Regions from separate parts of the Sus scrofa genome. Here region 1 is linked to region 2. A link is a contact called in public Hi-C data. All regions are on one chromosome and are shown on one strand. Each heading gives the region's core, a stretch centred on a gene start, on an enhancer-like site or on the middle of the called end of the contact. The rest is flanking DNA. Distances are from core to core; before and after follow the strand shown. Region 1 has its middle 31 kb from the start of SERPINA5. Region 2 holds the start of LOC100152306 (interferon alpha-inducible protein 27-like protein 2).

Region 1 (3,881 bases), core at 943-3,442, 400 kb before region 2:
CGGCCTCGCTGCAGGGCCCAGTTCTTTTCCCCTGAGCAGCTCTGCCTTCATGTAAGCTGTGAGTGCTCCTTCCAATCCATGCCAGGCCAACACGGCCACGTCCCGTTGCCCAGACAGGCTCATGCTGACCCTACAGGATCACCCGGGGATTCCAGACCCCACGCCACAGGTGCTGACTCAGCTTACTGGGTAGGCCTGGAGATCTGGGTGTTCAACCCCGTCTTCAGGGCAATGCGATGCCAACAGGGTTTGGGAATCGCTGGCTGGGCCATCAGAGGGCTGAGGCTGTGCCCCAAGGAAGAGGGGCGGGACAACCTCGTAGCCACTCCCAAAGTGGCAGACTGATCAAAGCCGCCTGACCCTGTGCCTCTGGAGCAGGGAGGGGGGGCTTTATTTCAATCTGTATTTAGACCTAGACATTTCAGGCTTTCAGTCCCATCCCTTCCTCCGGATGTGTCACTCTCATTGTCTTAGTTGGTTCCGTAGAGGCTTATCTGTGCTCTAGAATGTCCATCTTGGACTATAGACATGGATGATTTACTTATATTATATTATATTATATTATTAGAATCTATGTGACATGGGTGAGCTCATGCACACACACACACACACACACACGTAGAGGAGAGAAGAAGCAAAACTTACAACTCGGTAAGAACAGACCCCTGGGTTTTCTTCCCACAGGAAACCAGCAGGAAGAAATCAGAGGGAGGCAACCAGACCTCAGACTGAGGCTTTTAATTAAGGTCTGATGAGGTGTGGTGCCCGCCCGCACTCAGAGTCAGGCAGACGCACGTGGCTGGTCACTGGTTTGCACACACAGGCCTGTAATCTACCGCCAACCAGGCGGTGGTGGCTGACAGACGCCCAGCCCCCCTCCCCAGCCTCCAAGAAGCACGTTTGTTCCAGAGGGAGCCTCGCAGCTCACGTGACGTGAGTCTCGCAGAGCCAGCATGGAGAGAGGGCCAGGCAAAGGCCACTGTTCTCCAGGAAGAACGTTCCAGAACCGAATGCTATTTCTCTCCTGGCGGGCCTTGAACTTGGGAGCTCTAAGCACTCCGTGCATTAGTGTAGGGGGTGAGGCCAGGGGCTCCAAGGCTGCACTGGGGGAGGCAGGGAAGGGAACAGAGATGGCAAAGGCAGGGAGAAGCTGAGTCACCTCCGGGGCAGAGACGTTCGCCCCCTCCTGGCAGCAGGACTGATTGCCCCCAAGGACAGTTCCAGTTCTGAGCTGACAGTGTGGATGCCCAGCCCCTCCCTCTCCTCACTTCCCCCAAATAAGCCCATCTACTGACTATAAGCTTAGTACGGCCGGCATTATGCCCATTTTACAGATAAGGAAATTAAGGTTTCCAAGAGATCAGCTACTTTTCCTAGCTCACCCAGTGAGAACGGGCAGAGCCAATGCACATCCAGCCCAGATTCTGCATTTCTCAGAAACGCCAGTGACCAAGGACCCAGGGACCAAGTTGCTTGTCCACTCAGCCCAGAGCTGGGTCTGCAGAAATCTTTAGGTAAATATGTGCTTGCTGGTATTGGGGGCTGGATCCTCTTTCGCTGCGGGGTGGGGCTGTCCCGTGCGCTGAAGATGTTGAGCAGCATCCGTGGTCTCCACCCACTAGGTGGCAGTCGCATCCCCCCCGCATGCAGTCGTGAGGACCAAAAACCTCTCCAGACATTGCCAAACGTCCCCTGGGAGGCAAAATTGCCTCCACTGAGAAACGTACGGGTAGAGAAGCAGGCAGCTCTTCACCAAGGACCCCATCAGCCTTGATTTCTGCCGTAACTTGTGACTACTACATAAAGCACACACAGCTCGTACATTCTCCATTTTCTTTTCCTACCCGCATCCCCCTCTGAGCCTCTGTACATCCAGCTCCTGGGCTGTTAGCACCGGGCTGATTTGCAGGCCAAGTTCATCAGGCTCGGCGGGGACAAGGCTCGGAGTTGCCAGCAGATGGCGCAGAAACACTGCCCGGGCTTCCTTCTGTGGCTGCTGAGTTCTCTGCGTCCTGAGACACTCTGAGAATCAGTGTTGGTGCTGAAAGAGGCTTTAGTGCCTCAATTCTCAACTGGGAGGGGGTGGATTTTCCCCCCTAGGGAACTTTTGGTGACAGCGGGAGACATTGGATTGTCACGGTTGAGGAAGGGACAGCTACTGCCATCTAGCGGACAGAGACCAGGGCCACTGCTGGTGCGCAGGACAGCCTGCCGTGCCAGGAATGATCCAGCCTTGGAAGAGCCACTGCGCTGCGCTTTATAGATAGTAACCTGAGGACAGAGAGGGATAGCTTCAACGCAGGATGGCCTCCCGCCCTAGTTATAGGATGTGGTGATGGGACCAAAACTCATTGAGATGAAGATTTATAAGTACCTACGCTGGGGGGCAAAGGATCTCATCTCTTTTTCTTTCTCTGAGTTTGGCAGATGTGCTCAGGAAAAATTGGCTGAACTGGATTGAATCAGCCCCTCCACGTCTGAAGATGGGCAATAACTCTACTGCCTTTGGCACTCCTCCCGATCAGATGTGTATAGCTGCCAGAGCACTGGGGGTGAGAAGGGCTGGGCTCTGTAGGTGAGTCCTAGGATCGCCCAGTCACGTCTGCTATGGGTGCAGAACCAGGTAGTCAGAGGTTCAGCCTTTTTGCTGACTCTAGAATAGACGATCAGAAGACTGGGAAGAAAAGATTCCATTAAAGAGGTGGTTTTTATTTTTTTTGGTTTTTGGTTTTTTTGGTTTTTTGTTTTAGGGCCACACTTGTGGCATATGGAAGTTCTCAGGCTAAGGGTCAAATCAGAGATACAGCCACGGCCACAGCAAAGAGGGATCTGAGCTGTGTCTGCGACCTACACCACAGCTCATGGCAAGACCAGATCCTTAACCCACTGAGCGAGGCCAGGGATAGAACCTGAATCCTCGTGGATACTAGTCAGATTCGTTTCCTCTGAACTACAGCGGGAAATCCCGAGAGGATTTTCTTATAAGTCCTAAGTCTTCTGAATCAATTCACTGTAACACAGATAAACAAACACCAGGATGCATTTAGAGCACCCGAGACAGCATGGATAATGTGTCTGAAGATCAGCAGGTGTTGATGGGTTTTCTGGTTTCATTTACTGGTTACAGGATGGAAAAGGCTCACCAGAATTACTCCTCCAACAAACTCTGCCTTTGAGGAGGTGCTGGGCAACTGTATCTCGATTTTGCTCAGGTTGTTCTGTACAGGTGCACCGTCTCCACGGGTGCTGCCTCCATGCTGACCTTCCTCTGTGGAGGATTTGAAGCTGGACACTAATTCTGACTTCAATCTTCACCACTGCTCAGCCTGGCCATGTCCCATCCCTCATCCCAGATGCAGTTGCTCACCTGTGAACACTACTGATGATGCTCCCTGCATCACCGTTGGATATATTTCCCAAGGTAAAGGATCAAGGAGGAGGCTCTGTCTCTCCAATGTCCGCAGGCCTCTTATTTCACGTAAGATGGTACCTGGAGTCTTTCTGATGTCCAGAAGGCATCAGATAGCTGGACCTCTACCTACTTTCCTGCCTCATCTCCCACCACCCTCCCCTTCACTGCTTCCAGTCCAGACTTTCTACCCTTCTTGTTGTTCCCCCAACACCATAAGCTTTATCATACCTCAGGACTTTTGAACATCCTATTTTCCCTGTTGAGGCAGCTCTTCCAAGGTGGGTCCTTCTTGTCCTGCAGGTCTCTGCCCAAATGCAAGCTCTTCAGGGAAGTCCTTGGGACTCCCACGGAAAGAGCTTTGCACCCCCCTTCCCATCATCACGCCAAACCATAAGTCCCCGTTTAGTCCCTTGAAAATATTTAAGCTGTTGCTCAGTCAAGTTTTGTGTTAGTTGCGGCTGAACACAAG
Region 2 (3,717 bases), core at 842-3,341:
AACACTTCAATGGAATACAAGAAGATAATTCCCAAAACAAGAATACACAAGCCTAAGTGACTTAAGAATAGGTTAACCTGACTAGCAGTAAAAAAGAAACATAAATTAAGATGTTATCAGTTTTCACTTTCATCAGCAAAGGTGTTTTTTGTTTGTTTGTTTAATGACAAAGCTTATTGATGGTTGGGAGTAGAGAAAAATATATCCTCATACTTTGTAAAACTAATACAATAAACTGATACAATTGTAAACTGATACGATATTTTGGAGGACAATCTAACAATAAAGTATCAAGTGCCATTAAAAAAGGTAGCATTTCTGACCCAGCAATCCCTCCTCTAGGATTACATCACCCAAAAATACTTGTGCACCATGACATAAGCCCTTCAAGCCAGGATACCTTATAGAGCAAAAATTACAAAAAATTTAAATCCTTAAAAACAGGAGTTCCCATTGTGGCTCAGCGGTTAAGAACCCGACACAGTGTCAGTAAGGATTCAGGTTTGATCTCAGGCCTTGCTCAGTGGGTTAAAGATCCCAAGTTGCCGCACGCTGTGGTGGAGTTTGCATACGAGGCTTGGATCTGGCATTGCTGTGGCTGTGGTGTAGGCTGGCAGCTGCAGCTCCAATCTGACCCTCAGCCTGGGAACCTCCATATGCCACAGGTGCAGCCCTAAAAACAAAACAAAAAAAAGACAACACCCTAAAAAAGGGGGGGCTGATACATTGAATCATAGTTTATCCCCAGGAAAGAATGTTGGATGACAAGTAAGAAACCTGTTGAAAGTCTGAAAAAAGGCACATGTAGGGACAGAAAACAGACTGCAGGTGGCCAGGGGATGGGGCTGGGAAGGGGCTGACTGCAAAGGAGTGGGGGAATCTGGGGGTGGGGAGGTGGGTGATGAAAATGCCCTGTAGCTGAGCCTGCATCTCCACAACCGTAAAACTGTCCAAATGGAACTGAGCAGGACCCTTAGGGACCTTCCTGGGGCAGCCCTCCCACCCCCATATCTTCTGTTGTAACTCCTCTCTGAAGTACCTAGATAATAAATAGGATCTGATGCATGTTTCCTGAATTGTTTTACAGACACTAAAACCATCACCAAACAGAAGAAATTAACTTCTTGATGACCTTGAGCGTGAGACCTACTGGTGCCCAGGCTTGACAATGTTAACCCCTGCCACCCGGCCCTGTGACCTCACCACCAACCCATCAGAACTGTGTAGGAGTGGATCCCTTGCCCTGTGACCCCCCACCCCCACCCCACCTGGCTTTTAACGATGTTTTACAGGTTTGGTTCAGGGAGTTCAGGCTCTTTTAGGGGCACAAGTCTTGCGTGCCTGCAACAGGCCTTTCTCTGCTCCAGGCTCCCACGATTCAGTTTGTTTGGCCTCCCTGCGCGGGGAACACGCACTTGCCCTAACACGAACACACAGACATGACACTAAAAAGTTGAATTTTACTCTGGGTAAGTTGTGTCTCCATAAATTTAACCTTAAAAAAAAATCCTGAAGACTATTAAGCAGCCTGGGGAAATGCAAATGGCAGTTAAACAAAATGATTCGTTTGCCAGGTGTACCGCGGGCGTGGCGCTTAGAGGCGACATGCCATACTCAGCGAGTGACAGAGATGGGGTGGTCCAAGGAGACAACAGGAAGGAAATGCGCCCAAATCTATCAGCATCTCCCTCTGGAGGTGAAATGAAATGTTTCTCGCCTTAGGTTTTGTTTAGGTTTTTTGTTGTTTTGTTTTGTTTCGTTTTTGCAGTGATCAACTCTTCTGTCTTGGGGGAAAATGCCACAGCTTGGAAGCACCGCCCAGTTGCAATGGTTTTCAGGCGTTTTAGGGCTCTTTTCCCTCTGGCAGAACACTAAGGAGAGAGAAACTCACCGTGGGGGTGGGTGGGGTACCACCAGTGGGCAGGGGCCGACAGGTGCCGGGCGTGCGCGGGGAGATGGATGGGTGGGGTGAAGGTGGGGGACCGGCGAGTGTGGGCGGGACGGGGGTAGGGGGCTGGCGAGCAGACGGCAAGTAGGAGGGAAGGGGTGGGGAGGCTGGGGCGGGGGGCGGACACTGCGCTTGGGTCCCTGCGTTTTCCTTGGGCCGGGCGCTGCGAGGGGCCGGCCGCGTCCCCATTGGTTGTCGGGGAAATAAGATCACCTCCTGGACCATAGTCATTTCCGGAGCTGAGCTGCGGCGAGAAGAGGGTCCCCATGATGAGTGAGTCTTGCTTCCCCGTCAGCCTGGAAGTCGGGGGAGGGGGCGGGCCTGCTAGACCCCAACCCAAGAAGGAACAAAGACTCGCTTCTTTCCCTCGCTCTCTCAGCCGACTAACGCACGCACCCTCTCGGTGCCTCTTTCTCTGTGTCTCTCAAGAACGGGCAGCTGCAGCAGCCATCGGAGGAGGTGATCTCGCTGGATCTCCAGGCCTGCACCTGCCCCCGGCCCCGGGATGGGTGGGAGACCTTAGAGAGGTGGCCCTGCCGGAGTGGCGAGTGCTGGCTCGTTGGCCTCCCTCCGCTCCCAGAGCCGCGGGGGGCGGGGGGGGAAACCTCGGGGGCAGAGAGCGGTGCTCCCCCGAAAAGGCCTCCGGCACCCCCCGACCTAGCTGCTCCTCTGGCCCTCGGGTGTCATAGGCATGTAGAGATTTCATTCGAAACCGGGTTTGCTGCCGAAATCGGGGGTGGTTGATTTCTCCCCCACACGCACACACCTGAAGCCCAGGGAGGGGTAATGACTCCCCCACTGTCACTCAGCGAGCTAGAGACCCAACCGGCCCCCCCTCTAACCTACTTCCGCAGCTGGGTCCACCCCCCCCCACTTTTGTTCTCTACCTTGGGAGCCCCTCCAAGGGGCTGTCTCAGGATGCTCGGAGCAGAGTCCCTAGACTCTGTCAACGAATTCCCAACCGGGGTTCACTCCCGAGCCCACGCCCCGAGCCAGCTCCTCTCCCCCTACAGCCCTGGCCGTGGGGGCTGTGCCCGTGGTGCTGGGCGCCCTGGGCTTCACCGGGGCAGGGATCGCGGCCTCCTCCTTAGCGGCCAAGATGATGTCAGCGGCCGCCGTCGCCAACGGGGGCGGCGTCGCAGCCGGCAGCCTGGTGGCGACTCTCCAGTCCGTGGGTAAGTGTCTGAACAGGACGAGGGGCAGGGGGAGGGGGTGAAGGGTCAGAGTCCAAGTCTGAGGGAGGGTGTCTGCTCCTTCCAGCAGCGGGGTCCTCAGCATCGCTGATCTCTGGCTCCCCGCGCCCTCCTTCCTGACTCTAGAGCGAGATTTGCGGGGAGAGTTGGAGGGGTGAGGGGGTCCTGGGAAAGAGAAGAAGGGAAGGAGCCAGGGCATGTGATGGCTGGGCTCTGGGTCCAGCCCTACCCATGGCAGACACCTGCGTGGCCCTCCTGTCTCTGGGCCTCCGTGGGACTTGGAGCTCTTGAAGTCTGTGGCTGACTCTCACCTCCCATGAATTCACTCTCTCCTCCTGTCCCCAGCCGCCTGCAGAGCAGAGCCTTGGGGGTTTCAGGACCTAGAGGTGGGATCTCTGGGCCTTGGGGCTGCGGAGGGGCCCCGGCCTCGGCACCTTCCTCTGTGCTTATTCTCTGACTCTCGCCCAGGGGCAGCTGGACTCTCCACATCATCCAACATCCTCCTGGGCTCCGTGGGATCAGCTTTTGGGGCTTGGCTTGGAGGTACAAAAAAGGTACCTCCTTCCCCTCCCCCGG

What was found. Hi-C and Micro-C count contacts between places; a contact is called where the count stands out from the background.
Region 1: a contact with region 2 is called in a Hi-C map of embryonic fibroblasts, with 2.4 times the contacts expected there. The contact joins the enhancer-like site here to the promoter of LOC100152306 in region 2. A contact is called at or near these places in 25 of 47 Hi-C or Micro-C datasets (adipose tissue, alveolar macrophages, blood and 16 more).

What each region holds. Positions count from the first base shown.
Region 1 is chr7:115,766,927-115,770,807 of Sscrofa11.1, reverse strand. No RefSeq gene overlaps it. Among named protein-coding and RNA genes, the nearest start is that of SERPINA5, 31 kb to the left of the region's middle. Within about 2 kb of position 2,192, at least 19 of the 83 cell types and tissues checked have an H3K27ac peak or open chromatin away from gene starts, as enhancers often do. A contact at or near this core is called in adipose tissue, embryonic fibroblasts, liver and 1 more, where this site is marked.
Region 2 is chr7:115,369,235-115,372,951 of Sscrofa11.1, reverse strand. LOC100152306 (interferon alpha-inducible protein 27-like protein 2) reads left to right here and starts at 2,091. Exons shown (of 6, transcript XM_021099654.1): 1 at 2,091-2,221; 2 at 2,378-2,407; 3 at 2,962-3,123; 4 at 3,610-3,717. The coding sequence starts at 2,215.